Regions from separate parts of the Mus musculus genome. Here regions 2 and 3 are each linked to region 1. Evidence: chromatin contacts called from public Hi-C and promoter capture Hi-C data. All regions are on one chromosome and are shown on one strand. Each heading gives the region's core, a stretch centred on a gene start, on an enhancer-like site or on the middle of the called end of the contact. The rest is flanking DNA. Distances are from core to core; before and after follow the strand shown.

The links. Promoter capture Hi-C pulls out the DNA fragments that hold promoters and counts their contacts. Hi-C and Micro-C count contacts between places; a contact is called where the count stands out from the background.
Region 2: a Hi-C map of liver shows a contact between it and region 1, with 6 times the contacts expected there. The contact joins the promoter of Cpb2 here to the enhancer-like site in region 1. A contact is called at or near these places in 3 of 39 promoter capture datasets (liver and pre-B cells) and 1 of 484 Hi-C or Micro-C datasets (liver).
Region 3: a contact with region 1 is called in a promoter capture Hi-C map of liver, with 7 times the contacts expected there. The contact joins the promoter of Esd here to the enhancer-like site in region 1. A contact is called at or near these places in 7 of 39 promoter capture datasets (the 3T3-L1 cell line, the HPC-7 cell line, embryonic stem cells and 2 more), 2 of 484 Hi-C or Micro-C datasets (liver and stem cell-derived germline stem cell-like cells) and 5 of 115 datasets of contacts at active chromatin or transcription factors (the NIH/3T3 cell line, bone marrow-derived macrophages, cardiomyocytes and 2 more).

What each region holds. Positions count from the first base shown.
Region 1 is chr14:73,630,704-73,635,033 of GRCm38.p6, forward strand. No RefSeq gene overlaps it. Among named protein-coding and RNA genes, the nearest start is that of Sucla2, 80 kb to the left of the region's middle. Within about 2 kb of position 2,103, at least 51 of the 459 cell types and tissues checked have an H3K27ac peak or open chromatin away from gene starts, as enhancers often do. A contact at or near this core is called in the HPC-7 cell line and liver, where this site is marked.
Region 2 is chr14:75,240,342-75,244,671 of GRCm38.p6, forward strand. Cpb2 (carboxypeptidase B2 (plasma)) reads left to right here and starts at 1,946. Exons shown (of 11, transcript NM_019775.3): 1 at 1,946-2,084. The coding sequence starts at 2,014.
Region 3 is chr14:74,729,801-74,734,130 of GRCm38.p6, forward strand. It overlaps Esd (esterase D/formylglutathione hydrolase), which reads left to right and starts at 2,497. Exons shown (of 9, transcript NM_016903.5): 1 at 2,497-2,588.

The sequences.
Region 1 (4,330 bases), core at 853-3,352:
TGCTGATTCCTGTTGGCTGGTGCTGCCTCGGGTCAGCTGGGTGGGGGTGGGGTAGGGGTTCTTGCGGTCATTACTGCTTTGAGTTGCCAGCCATGTCAGATGTGCCTGATTCACAGAACCTAGTCCCCCTGACCTGGAAGTGAACCAGTCTGACTTTAGAGTGGGGGTTACCTCCATCATCCAGTTGCTACAGCTAACAGGGTGCCAAATATCAGTGACTTCATCAAAACTCAGTCCCCTGAAGTTCCGGAGTGAAGTCTGAGGTCAAGGTGCTGGCACTCTTGCTCCCTCTGAGGTGCACTAAGGAATCTGTGCTTTCCTATAGCTTTTTGGCTCTGTGGCATGCACACTAATCTCCATAGAGTTTCCTCCTTCTGTGTAGGCACCAGTCCCAAGTTTCTCCTTTGATAAGGATGCCACCATTGTAAGGAGGCCCTCTCAGTAGGACTATGGCCCAGAATTAACTATTGCATCTGTAGTAACCCTATTTCCAAAATTCTGAGGTATCAAAATTAGAACTTTATTGTATCTGTTTTTTTTTTTTTTTTTTTTTTTTTAGGTGGAAACAAACTAACAATATCATCACACTCCTTATACTCAGGAAAGAGAGAAATAGCCGCTATACAGTAAAAAAAAAGTAGCATTCCTAATACTTTGTGCCTTTAATAGCTTATAGGAGTCTTAGTCTTATGTATACTATGATTGTTTTCAAAGAAAGAAGAACTGATAATAAGAACCAATGGATGGAACAGAAGCTGGGTGACAGAGATTTGCTTCCTTACAGGAGGCACAAAGGTGTCCAGAGATACTTTGTAACTTATCTAAGGCCAATGGAAAAGATGGCTAGGGCCAGACACTCCAGTCTTTATCAGAACCTGGGCACATGCTATGCTATGTATTTCATTAACAACCGGCTCACGCCCAGTTTCTAAATCTCCGCAGGGATTGTCCTTAGAGGACCTAAAACTGTTTGCTGTCCCCATGGTCAACAGCCAGCTGGTGACTGGCAAGCAGGTGTTTAACCTGAGGTGACCCTTAGGACTTGACACATATTCTGGCTGTGGTTACAGGGCAAAGGTGAGTTTCAGACTTGCAGAGTCAGTTCCTGAAAGTAACTGCCAGTTCTTCTGGAGAAAGGACCCTGGAATGGTAAACCACCGGCTTTCTCCACATGAGCAGGACATAGACAAAGTGAATGTTTCAAAAGGGACATCAGGGGAAAACTGCTCTGCCCTGCTCTCCATCTGGCGCCATGCTGCCATCGCTGGGCTTAGAGCTTTGTCACTTGGAGAACTAAGTGCTCAGCTCTTCTGACAGAGGGGCTCTGTCCCTGGACCACCTGGTAGTGCTGGATTTCCAAGTTGGTGGGTTGGGGGGGGGCTTTGATATTAAGGGTGCTCTCTAGATTCTACGATACTTTTTTCTTCTTCTTCTTTTAGCATGGATGTTGGTGTGAGGATTTGTGATGATGGAATGGTTTCCCAAGATTCCCAAGCTTGCCACCTCTGCCAGGGCATTCAGTCACAAAAGTACAGCAGCCCCGGATCTTTCTTCCTGTCTTCCCTCTCTTCCGCATTATCATATATTTATGTGCAGTCAGAGCTTACATGTATGCATTAGCCCATCTCCATACTTCTTGGGGGCATATCTGAGAATATTATTGAAATGCTTCCAAACCTGTTCTTTTTTTTTTTTTTCTTTTCCCCATAATGCAATTTAAGGCCTCAGTGAGGGAAGCTGTTTCAGGGGGCAGACTTGGAACTGAGTTTTCTCTTTCCATCATTATCTTGAAGCTAGGGGTTCCTCACAGGGAGCAGCCTTGGCTTTTGTAGGGCGCTAACCCAAGTATGTGGATTTCTGTGGGTTGCCTTTCTTCTTTCTCCATCCAGTGGTGGCTTATTAGTGTCTCACCCGGACAGGAGCAATCCTGATCAAGGCAACTCTCTTTGTTGTTTGAGAACCCGATGACATGTGTGAGAAAGGAAATCTTGGATTTTGGCTGAAGTTGGACTTCTGATTGACCCGTCCTTTGAGTACACTCTCCAGTGCCTCTGACCTTGGAGAATTAGAAGTGTTTTGCCAACGCCTCTCGCTGTGACTGGCATGCAGTCAGTGTTTGTTGTACGGAATTGTTTCTGATTAGTCATGGCACCGAGCCCGGGCAGACTGGCTGAGCATCAGAAACATCATGGGGTGGCTTCCTGCTGAGGAAGTCTTCCTGGGCAATGTAAGTTTTAGCGGTTGGTCTTGATACCATCTGCACTTGTGGTAAAAGTACCATGGACTTCGACTTCAACAATAAGGACTTATTGTCTCAGCTCTGGAGGCTAGAGGCCCAGATCAGTGAGTTGGCAGGATCAACTTCTCCCAGGGCCTCTGACCTTGGCTGGCAGATGGCAAGTCTCCTTGTCCTCACATGCCCTTCCCTTGAGTGTGGCCTCCTCATATTAATTTCTCTTTTTCTTTAAATGGCCATTAATCTTTTCCTGTTTTTCTCCCCTTCCTCCTCCCCCTCCTCCTCCTCCCCTCTCCTCCTTTCCCTCTTCCTCCTTTCTCTCTCTCTCTCTCTCTCTCTCTGCCTCTCCCTGTTTCTCTTTCCCTTTCTCCTTCTCTCCTTCTTCCTTTTTTCTTTTTTGAAACAGGGTTTCTTTGTATAGCCCTGACTGCCCTGGAACTCAACTCTGTAGACCAGGCTGGCTTCGAACTCAGAAATCTGCCTGCCTCTGCCTCCCAAGTGCTGGGATTAAAGGCATGCACCACCACTGCCTGGACCTTCCTTCCTTCCCTCTTCCTTCCTTCCTTCCTGCCTTTTTTTTTTTTAAATAGAGTCTTAATTATATAGCTTTGGCTTTTTAAAAAAGCTTATTATGTAGACTAGGCTGGCCTCAAACATGTAGAGATCCATCTGTCTCTGCTTTTGAGAGTGGTGGGATTGGAGGTATGCACCACTATGCCTGGCCTTTAGTCCTTTTCTTAAAAGGCTGTAAGTTAGATTGGACAAGAGCCTATCCATAGGATCTCATTTACCCCTAGTGACCTCTTTAAAACCACTGTTCCATTCTGAAATACTGGGGCCTGGGGCCTCAATAGATGAGTTTGGGGGCAAGGAACATAGATTGATGCATATGCCACATACATTTTTTGTACTTCTGAAATCAAGGGATCAGGAACTATCAAGATAGGAATGAACTTTAACCACCAATTCCTCCAGACTTATCTACAGACCAGGAACATTGAGAGAATATTGATGTGCCCAATTTTGTGCAAATCTCTCTCTCTCTGCGAGTGAGTGTGTGTGTGTGTGTATGTATGTGCTCAGCTGGGGAACAGCAAGGCCCAATGATTCAGATTGTCTTCTATGTCTTCAGAAATAAGGATTTCTGTTTGTTCTGCATAGAAGGTCTCTCGAAGGTAATAGTACCCTTCCTGTTTCTGGTGGAGAGCAGTCCCTGTGATGAGCAAAGCCCCATATCTCAAGTCATCAGAAATACATAAAACCATAAAACATCAAGGAGAGAGAGCAGAGGATGCCTCTCTAGTCCTTTCTGTTCTATACTGTGGATACACTTTGAGAAATATAGTGCACATTTACTACGTGACTGGACACGTGATGAAGGAGTATAAATGTGACCACACAGACAGTTGGAGCTAGAGCATTGGTTTCCTTTGCTCCACCTCTCTATTCTTTTCTAAGGACACACATGTATTGGTTCACCTTACATTGCATCGCTGAGATCCACTTGTGGTGATGCCATTGAGAGAAACTCAGCAAAGAACTTCTTGTGAGTTTCCTAAGGCTTCTTGCTGTTTCCAGGCCTTGGGCCAATTGGCAAGCCTTGCGGTTTCTTCTGGATTGAACTGCCTTTGCTGGTTAGTGTGTGGTGACTGCCGAGTGGACTGGACTGCATCTGCTGATTCATATTTGGTGTTTGCTATGGGACTGAACTGCTGATATCCTGACAACAAAGACTGGACTCACCTCCAAAGAACTATTTTTAAACAGGTCTACTTCCCCCATGTCCTAATAACTTTTCTTTTCCACTACCTCTGGTGGGTGATGGGCTAGAGGAGAGAGGTTGGAAAAAGTTTATGTCTACAGTTTATTTGTTTTTAGTTCAGGTGTCCTATCTAGATACGAGGCTGTGGTGTTGAAATCACCCACTATCATTGTATCAGGATCTATTTTACTTTTTATGCTCATTAGTGTTTCTGTTGTAAAATTGGGTACACTCATATCTGGTGTGTGCACAGTTAAAATTTTTGTTTCCATTTTATGAATCATTCTTTCTATTAATACACAGTGATCTTCTTTATCTTTTTAAATTTTGGT
Region 2 (4,330 bases), core at 696-3,195, 1.6 Mb after region 1:
TTTACAGAAACCATTTTCAGGGGAAGTCATCTTAACCCAGTGACTTTGCTTTGGTGGCTTTAAATCTCAGGGGAAGACTGAAACGTCCCCCCACCCCCACCCCCACCCCCCACCCCTACCCCCAGGTGTCTGTTGTGGAAAAACTGGATGGACTCATTTGTAAATTTCCCTGCCCTAATCTCAGGAACATTTTAGTGTATTTACAAGCCGGTATGTGGGGAAGGCTGTCAGGACTCTGTCTGCTTACAGAGTGCAGATGCCACCTGAGACTGAACCGAATGTCAGATGGTGCTCAGTGATGGGTGGAGGGCCTTCATTGAGATAGTGGCTACCTTGATGACGTTCTCTGAACAAACATAACCCAGAGCCTGCCTAAACTCTTTACTGCTTGTACCAGCCCCATGATACTGGGCCTATCTTTCCTTATGGTTAAAGAAAGATATTTTTGCTGGGCAAGTGGTGGTGCACGCCTTTAATCCCAGCACTTGAAAGGCAGAGGCAGGCAGGTGGATTTCTGAGTTCGAGGCCAGCCTGGTCTACAGCGTGAGTTCCAGGACAGCCAGGGCTATACAGAGAAACTCTGTCTCGAAAAACCAAAAAAAAAAAAAAAAAAAAAAGAAGAGAAAAGAGAAGAAGAACGGTATTTTTAATGGAGACTCTAGAGTCTTCTCTACACAGACCCTGCTGCTCAGCTTTTTAAGCCACATTTTGCAAACTCACCTTCTATCTTCACCTAAGTTGAAAATGTTGACAAGGACACAGTCAGAGGAAGAAAGCATTCTTCTGCACTGAGGCTTCTCCATGACATGGACCAGGATCGTCTCGGCAGTCTTCATGACTGTGAGTCTTCCGTGAATCAGATCATATCCTCTGAGAATATTCCAGGCCTTCTCTGAGGGATTAATTATCTCCTAGGTGTGTCTACCCGGCTATCCACAAGCTACAATGCATTTATTTTTTTTTTTTCTTTTCTTTTTTTTTTTTTTTTTTTTTCCATTTTTTATTAGGTATTTAACTCATTTACATTTCCAATGCTATACCAAAAGTCCCCCATATCCACCCACCCCCACTCCCCTGCCCACCCACTCCCCCTTTTTGGCCCTGGTATTCCCCTGTACTGGGGCATATAAAGTTTGCAAGTCCAATGGGCCTCTCTTTCCAGTGATGGCCGACTAGGCCATCTTTTGATATATATGCAGCTAGAGTCAAGAGCTCCGGGGTACTGGTTAGCTCATAATGTTGTTCCACCTATAGGGTTGCAGATCCCTTTAGCTCCTTGGCTACTTTCTCTAGCTCCTCCATTGGGAGCCCTATGATCCATCCATTAGCTGACTGTGAGCATCCACTTCTGTGTTTGCTGGGCCCCGGCATAGTCTCACAAGAGACAGCTACATCTGCGTCCTTTCAATAAAATCTTGCTAGTGTATGCAATGGTGTCAGCGTTTGGATGCTGATTATGGGGTGGATCCCTGGCTATGGCAGTCTCTACATGGTCCATCCTTTCATCTCAGCTCCAAACTCCGTCTCTGTAACTCCTTCCATGGGTGTCTTGTTCCCAAATCTAAGGAGGGGCATAGTGTCCACACTTCAGTCTTCATTCTCCTTGAGTTTCATGTGTTTAGCAAATTGCTACAATGCATTTATAAGAGGCCCAAAGCAAAATCAGAAATTTACTAAAAGCATGAACCTTTTTGAGTTTGTTTAGTTCAATTGCATGACTTTCATGACGTCATGCCACAATGCCAGGATTAAAATTGTCTAAATTAAACACAATGGTTGAGCTCATCATCATGATTTGTTGTTTTGGTTTTTTGAGGGTTCAGATATCAGACGACCTAACTAATTGTACGTGTATGTTTCTTTTAGACTGTGGGAGTGGAGGCTCAGTAAACTGAGCTGCGGGAGCCAGAGGGAGCCCACTGTTACACTTTAACCAGTGTGCAAAGAAGGCTCTTAGGCAATTAGTTACCTGGGACTTTCTCCCCAAGGGCTTGCTCACAAGTCACTGTTGGGATGAAGCTTCATGGCCTTGGAATCCTGGTAGCCATCATCCTCTATGAGCAGCATGGCTTCGCCTTTCAGAGGTAACACCAGGGGCCTAGGCGGGCTGGGTCCTTCCCACTTGTGTGCCTCTCACAGAGCAGAAGTAGTGTCCTGGGATAGAGAGCCAACTGGGTAGAGGCCAGTTCCTTCAGAGACTTGAAGTCGTTTGGGTATAACAGGGTATCAGTAGTACTTTTTTTTTCCATTTTCTGCTTTCATTTTACCAGTGTGATAAGTATACTCAGAGGCTATGGAGATTAAATAAACAAATCGGACCTTGACGAATCGCCTGTACCTTCACATAACACATGATTTATATTCTTCCTGCCTTAACACATAGATATATGAACTAAATAAATAAGTTTTAATCTTGTTCATAGAGCATAGGAGAGGCTAAAGGTAAAGGTATGAAATAGACCTGGATTACACACAGTCATTGAGCAGAGACCGAGAGAGGGTGCTGAGTTACAATGGACGGATAGAAGAACTTAGCTATTTCTTCATTAGCTTCGTTGGAGTGATTTCCTGAGAATCTTTGACCGTAAACTAATTAGGACACAAATGAATAAATGTTAGAGCACACTGAATACATGGGATAACAGTTGCAGCATACCTGCTTGGTTATTATTATTAACTAGGCGAGGCTAAGCTTTAAAATTGACATATAACTTTGGGATGGTGATACTTTTTTTTTGTTTTGTATCTATAACCCTTTTCCAGTTGTCTCTGAGATGGGCCCTTGTCTTCTTCTTACAGAATCGCAGGGAGAGACAGCACTTGATCTGTCTGGGTGGGGAAAAGTCTATGCGTCAAAATCTTTTCTGAGTTAGAAAACCCATAGAATGTTCACTCATTCAGGTAATGTTGTACAGCTGAAGCTGTGTTTAGGATAGCTGGCTGATTCTCTTTTGTTCAGTGTGATTGTCAAGTAGCAAGCAGTAAATTCCATTGTGAGAGACTGGCTGTTAATGAGTTCATACAAAGATCAGAAGTGCTAGAACAGTTGGTGACTCGTGCATCTATATTTTATTAATAGTTAAGTAAGTATGATTTTAGGATCTTTGTAGGTTCTAATATTCCATAACTTGATGACTGTCTTTTGTTAGAAGGTAGCAGCAACTCTGATAACATCATCTAACCCTAACCGTAACCGTAACCGTAACCCTGACCCTAACCCTAATCCTAACTGTAACCGTAACCCTGACCCTAACCCTAACCCAGTTCCTGTAGAGGCAACATCATTGTCTTTGAGTGGTGGGGGCAGAAATCTCTTGTGATTTAGGAGTGTGTTTGACTCATGTACTAGGCTGGACACAATGCTGCTATTTAAATACCTGTCCTATACTTGGGATCTGTTCTCCCCCTCCCCTCCCCTCCCCTCCCCTCCCCTCCCCTCCCCTCCCCTCCCCTCCCCTCCCCTCCCCTGCCCCAACTTTATCAAATGGCTTCTCTATGTTACCCAAGTAGACTCTGAATTTCTCATCTCCTGCCCAAGCCTCTCAAGTCGATGTGCCTGGACTGCAGATGTGCACTACTGAGCTGGCTCCAGGCTGCCATGATGATTCTATACTAAATTACACAAGGTACTCATCGCAACACAAGACACGGAAAGATCTTACCGTATCTTTACAAAATCATCAAGCCTGTGCCTATTCAGTGGAGCTAAATAATGCAAATGAAAGAGACGGGCAAAGGGAAATGGTATGGGCACGAGGGAGAAAACTCGCTCGCACGTGGTTCTTACATCCTTTGCTGCGGCATGCACTCTGAAATCTACAGACAGGTATGCTTGAAGAGTAGGATGAGAAAATGGTTACAGTTAGCCAACTAATACTACATGGAAAACAGTTAGTGCTTGCACATACCTGGAGGACCTACTTGTGAGTGAGAGGAAAAGGAGGGGCCATGTTGGAGACAGAAGCATCCCCGAGCTCCGAACTCTCACCCCTGCACTAGAAATAATAAAATGAACCCCCTCCCCCAGTGTTTCTGAGCTTTTTCAAGAGTAAGCCATTACTACCACTAAAAGAAAAATCTAATTTCATTCAGAGTGACAGCCTTTGATAAATTCTTATTTCTGGGGGTTAGAATTTAAACCTTTCCAGAAAGCAGTAGCCAGCTGGCATTTGCCTGAAGCTGTTCTTTGTTACACTTTTCTTGCCGTGATCATTTTCCTAATAACAGTTTGGGTTGGAGCAATGTCCTCGTGGTTGATTTGTAGGCGCGTGCTGATAACTCTCATCCGTGAAATGCCTTGGAACTACAACCACAAAACAGCCTGTATAAA
Region 3 (4,330 bases), core at 1,247-3,746, 1.1 Mb after region 1:
AGTCCTTAGTTGGCATTTGGAAGTAGATAATTATGGTGACAACTATGAGACAAGTACAAGCTCCTCACAAGTGTGACTGATGTCCCTGGCAAAAGATGAAGGGACCAGAACTCCTGCTCTTTGCAGTGAACTTATACCAAGGTACTCCTCTGCAAACCAGAAAGAGAGCCCTCACCAGGGACAGAATGGCCCAACTACTTGATCTTCGATTTTCAGCCTTCAAAATCATAGTAAATACATTTCTGATATGCTCCAGCCCAGTGTATAAAGTTTTTGGAAAGCCAAGACAGTTCCCATCCCCACAGATCTGAAGCAGATTGGAGTTTTCGTCATTTTCATTGAGTTCTTTTATTGGTTGCATCCCGCTCATAGCTCATATTCATTCAAACTGAGAAACTGAATATTCTCAGTCACAGACCTAGAGGTCAGCAGTGCTTAACCTGTGGGGTGCACCCCCTTTGGAGGGCCAAATGGCCCTTTCACAGGGGTCATGTAAGGCCATCAAAAACCAGATATTTGCCAGGTGGTGGTGGCGCAAGCCTTTAATCCCAGCACTTGGGAAGCAGAGGCAGGCAGATTTCTGAGTTTGAGGCCAGCCTGGTCTACAAAGTGAGTTCCAGGACAGCCAGGGCTACACAGAGAAACCCTGTCTCGAAAAACAAAAAACAAAACAACAACAGCAACAAAACCCAAAAAACAAACAAAACAAAACAAAACAAAACAACAAAACCAGAGATTTACATTATGATTCATAACAGTAGCAAAATTACAGCTATAAAGTAGCAACAAAAATAATTTTATGGTTGGGAGTCACCACAATACAAGGAGCTGTATTAAATGGCTGCAGTATTGGGAAAGTTGAGAACCACTGCTCTAGGTAATTTTGGACATATTTCTTTAAGTGATTACTATTCATTCATTTTCATTATCAGAAATATCAACATTACTTTCAGATTCGGTTTTCTTTACTTTCACACCCAAATAACAATATATAGTATTAATGTTCTTGAAAATAGAAGTTTTGATCTAGTATAATTTCATGCTGACTGAGAGAAACTGTCATTATGATTATTACCACTAATATGGATACAAGAACTCTTTGGAGTTAGTTTGTACCTTAAAGAGATCAAGATACTAATTGAACACCCTTTAAACTTTGTTCAAGCATTTAACAATTAGAAAGAATTTGCAGACTTGGGTAATCTTTCATAACTTCAGTTGTGAAACTCAGTTTGAAAAAAAATTACCTTTCCAATAAATTACATTTAAAAGTAGTTAGCTTGGGAGTGATAGAGTATACCTTTAATCCCAGCATTCGGGAGACAAAGGTAGGGGGATTTCTGAGTTCAAGACCAGCCGGTCTACGTAGTAAGTTCCAGGCTAGCCAGAATTACATTTAAGACTCTGTTAATAATAATAATTTTAAGAATTTACCTTAATGCTTTCTCAAAATAACATTCTTTGGTTAACCATTAAACAGGTACACAAATGCCTGCCACATGACACAGAAAAGCAACGTTCTGCGTGGCAGCTCATCCACACAGGTTATATTCCACTGAGCTCAGCTCACCTACTTGTTTTTTAGCCTGACTAGCCACATAACTTGCAAGTCCCCCAGCAAAACTAAGATGGAGAGCCTATACACACAGAGCAGGCACTGGGTCCTTCTGACAGTTTGTTGCAAATGCACAGGCTGCGTGATTATTAAACCAGACAATCTTACAGGTTATACATAGTATCCACAACCTAGCAGCCTAAATACTGGTTTTAAAAACTGCTTGTAATATTTAATTTTCTGAACAAAGTACACTTGCTGGTTAAATTGGATGAAGTTGAGAACTGCTGTAAATGATTAACCAGAAACCCTGACACAGTTCAACTTTTATTGAGGGAAGAGGGGAGAAAAAAATGGACATTGAAAAGAGTTAATGAATGTGTCCTCCTCCTAGAAGCTCCAAATCAAGCAGGTGCAGAGTAGATGTGGAATGAGGGTGGAAATGTGAAATTTCTGCTCAGGTTTCCAAACAACTGCAGAGTTCCACACAAGCCCTTTCCACAAGTTAACTGGGAGAGGCCAGCTGGTGTACTAGAGCCTCATTCTCTTGTTGCCTTCTGGGAGCATCTGAAGCAAGTTACAGAGGTCTAGAGGTCCAGTGTCATGACAGACACACTTTTGGCTCATCCTGACACACCGCGGAAACAGGAACCCGGCGAAAAGTCTCTTGGGAATGGCCTTGTAGGGGAGGGTCGGGGTCCGGGAACTCCTAGTCTCCCTTGGGGTGTATCCATAGGGCAGGTCTGCTAGGAGAGTGCGCGCCCTGGGGGCGGTGTCTCAGAATGGGAGCAGCTCAGGAGGGAGGGCTGGGGAGGAGAGGGGCAGAGAAAGGGAGGGACTTGAGGGCGGGGCCGTGAGAGGGGACCAGAGTAAGCGGCCAAAGGAGGGGACGGGCCCAAAGGGAGGAGCCTCTACGTGGGACCCGCCCCGGAGGCCGGGGCGGGACATATGGTGTGGGCGGAGCCAGAGGCAGTGCTCGGGGCGGAAGCCCCAACCTTCTTCCCTGGCGAGTTAGAAGCTGCCCCTCACCGAGGTAAGATGGAATGGGTCGTGAGTCCCAAGCATTCTCTACTACCTGGTTTTCGGGCGGCTGTGCGCGGACGCCTAGACCTGCGGTGGTGATAGCAGCGGGGAATGGTGACGATCTCTGCACCCTTCCCGCCGCGGTAAGGCAGGCCTCGTCCCGCAGGGCCTGCTAATCGCTTTAACTTCGGGGAGCTGGAAACAATGTGTGACCTGGGGCGCCAGGCTCGCTGGGATGCTCGGGTTGGTGGAGTGCCCGCCGGGACGGCATTTCGCCGAGCATTCCCGCGCGGAGCCCGGGGAACGCTTTCCCTCCGGGATCCCAGCCTGGGCTGCAGGCGACGCCACTAGGGCCCTGAGGTGTCTTGGGCAGCGCGCTCGAGGCCGTGCCCAGTGGTAAAAATTCAGGTGTAGGCGGCCGTCCATAGGTGATTTGTGGTTGAGTCGTCAGAAAGATGGCACTTATGTTATTTAAAATTAATAAAATTCACCATTTTTTATGTAGGCCATATTAGGCCTAATGGTCAGCAATCTATAGGCATTCTTTGAAAAGTTAAAGGAATGAAACCCCAGGCTTCTATAACAGTATTGTTTGTAGTGGGACATACTAGTAAGAAAGTAGACTAAGGTTTTAATTAGCTCTTAGCTATATATAATTGCTATGATGATACTGAGATTTTGTTTTATTTTGTTTTTGAGACATTGTAGTTCTGACTGTCCTGGAACTCACTTTGTATACCAGGCTGTTCTCGAACGCCTGGTTCTCCAGGGATTTAGGGCGCGTGCAACGAAACTTTTAAAGTTCAACTTTTGAGACATTTCAGATATAAGATAGGCTGTACAGGCAAGGATCTAAGTTTAATTTTAAATGTGTTGGGTTTTGCTATAGCGATGCGAAATAAATGCATAGCAGTTTGGCACTAATGCTTAAAATTTGAATATGAAAAGACAGATTTAGATTTTTCAGCCCAGAAGATGTGTTTGAAATTTAGGGACTATGAGTTAGGGGGAAAATATGTGACAAGAACTGGGAAAGGGGCGTGGGGTGGGGGAGTTGGGAACTAAGAATGAAATAGAGGGGGGGGGAGGCAGGACAGGCTTTGAGTAAAGAAATGGTGGTCAGGACTGTGAATTTATGCCTTCCCCAAAGCAGCAGAATATGCTTATTCATTGTGAAGCAGCAAAAGTGTGTTGCCATTGTCAAAGGTCTGTGACTAAGCCCTGACTAAGTCTGGAGGCAACTGTATCTTAACAAACAACATAGGTCCTGAGAAACTTAAGAAAGTTCATTCTTGGGTGAGCATACCAGAATCAGCTTATGCAACCTAGATGGTACTTTGGAGTGTGAACATGTACAAGGTATAGAATATGGTAGGCAGTTTTAACACGATGGCAACTACTGGTGTGTCTACACACAAAGGAGACAGAGTAAATTATGGCATAAAAGATTTTCAACAAATAGAATGCCAGTAAAAGAATGCTTTTTGTAACTAGAGCTTACAGGTCCAAAGCAAGTCAGTAAGTCAATTTTGCTATGAGTTAGGGAATGTAAGTGACCTGGACGAAGCTACACTAAACCTATTTTAAAATATCTTATTCATACTTTAACTTTTTTTTTATTTTATAAACTGTAGTTTTTAGAGCCATTTAACATTTATTATTACAGTGATGCAAACTTTTTTTTAAATTTTATCAGCTTTTTTCTGGTTTTAGTTTTCACAAACTTTCTATAGAAACGAAGACACAATCCCA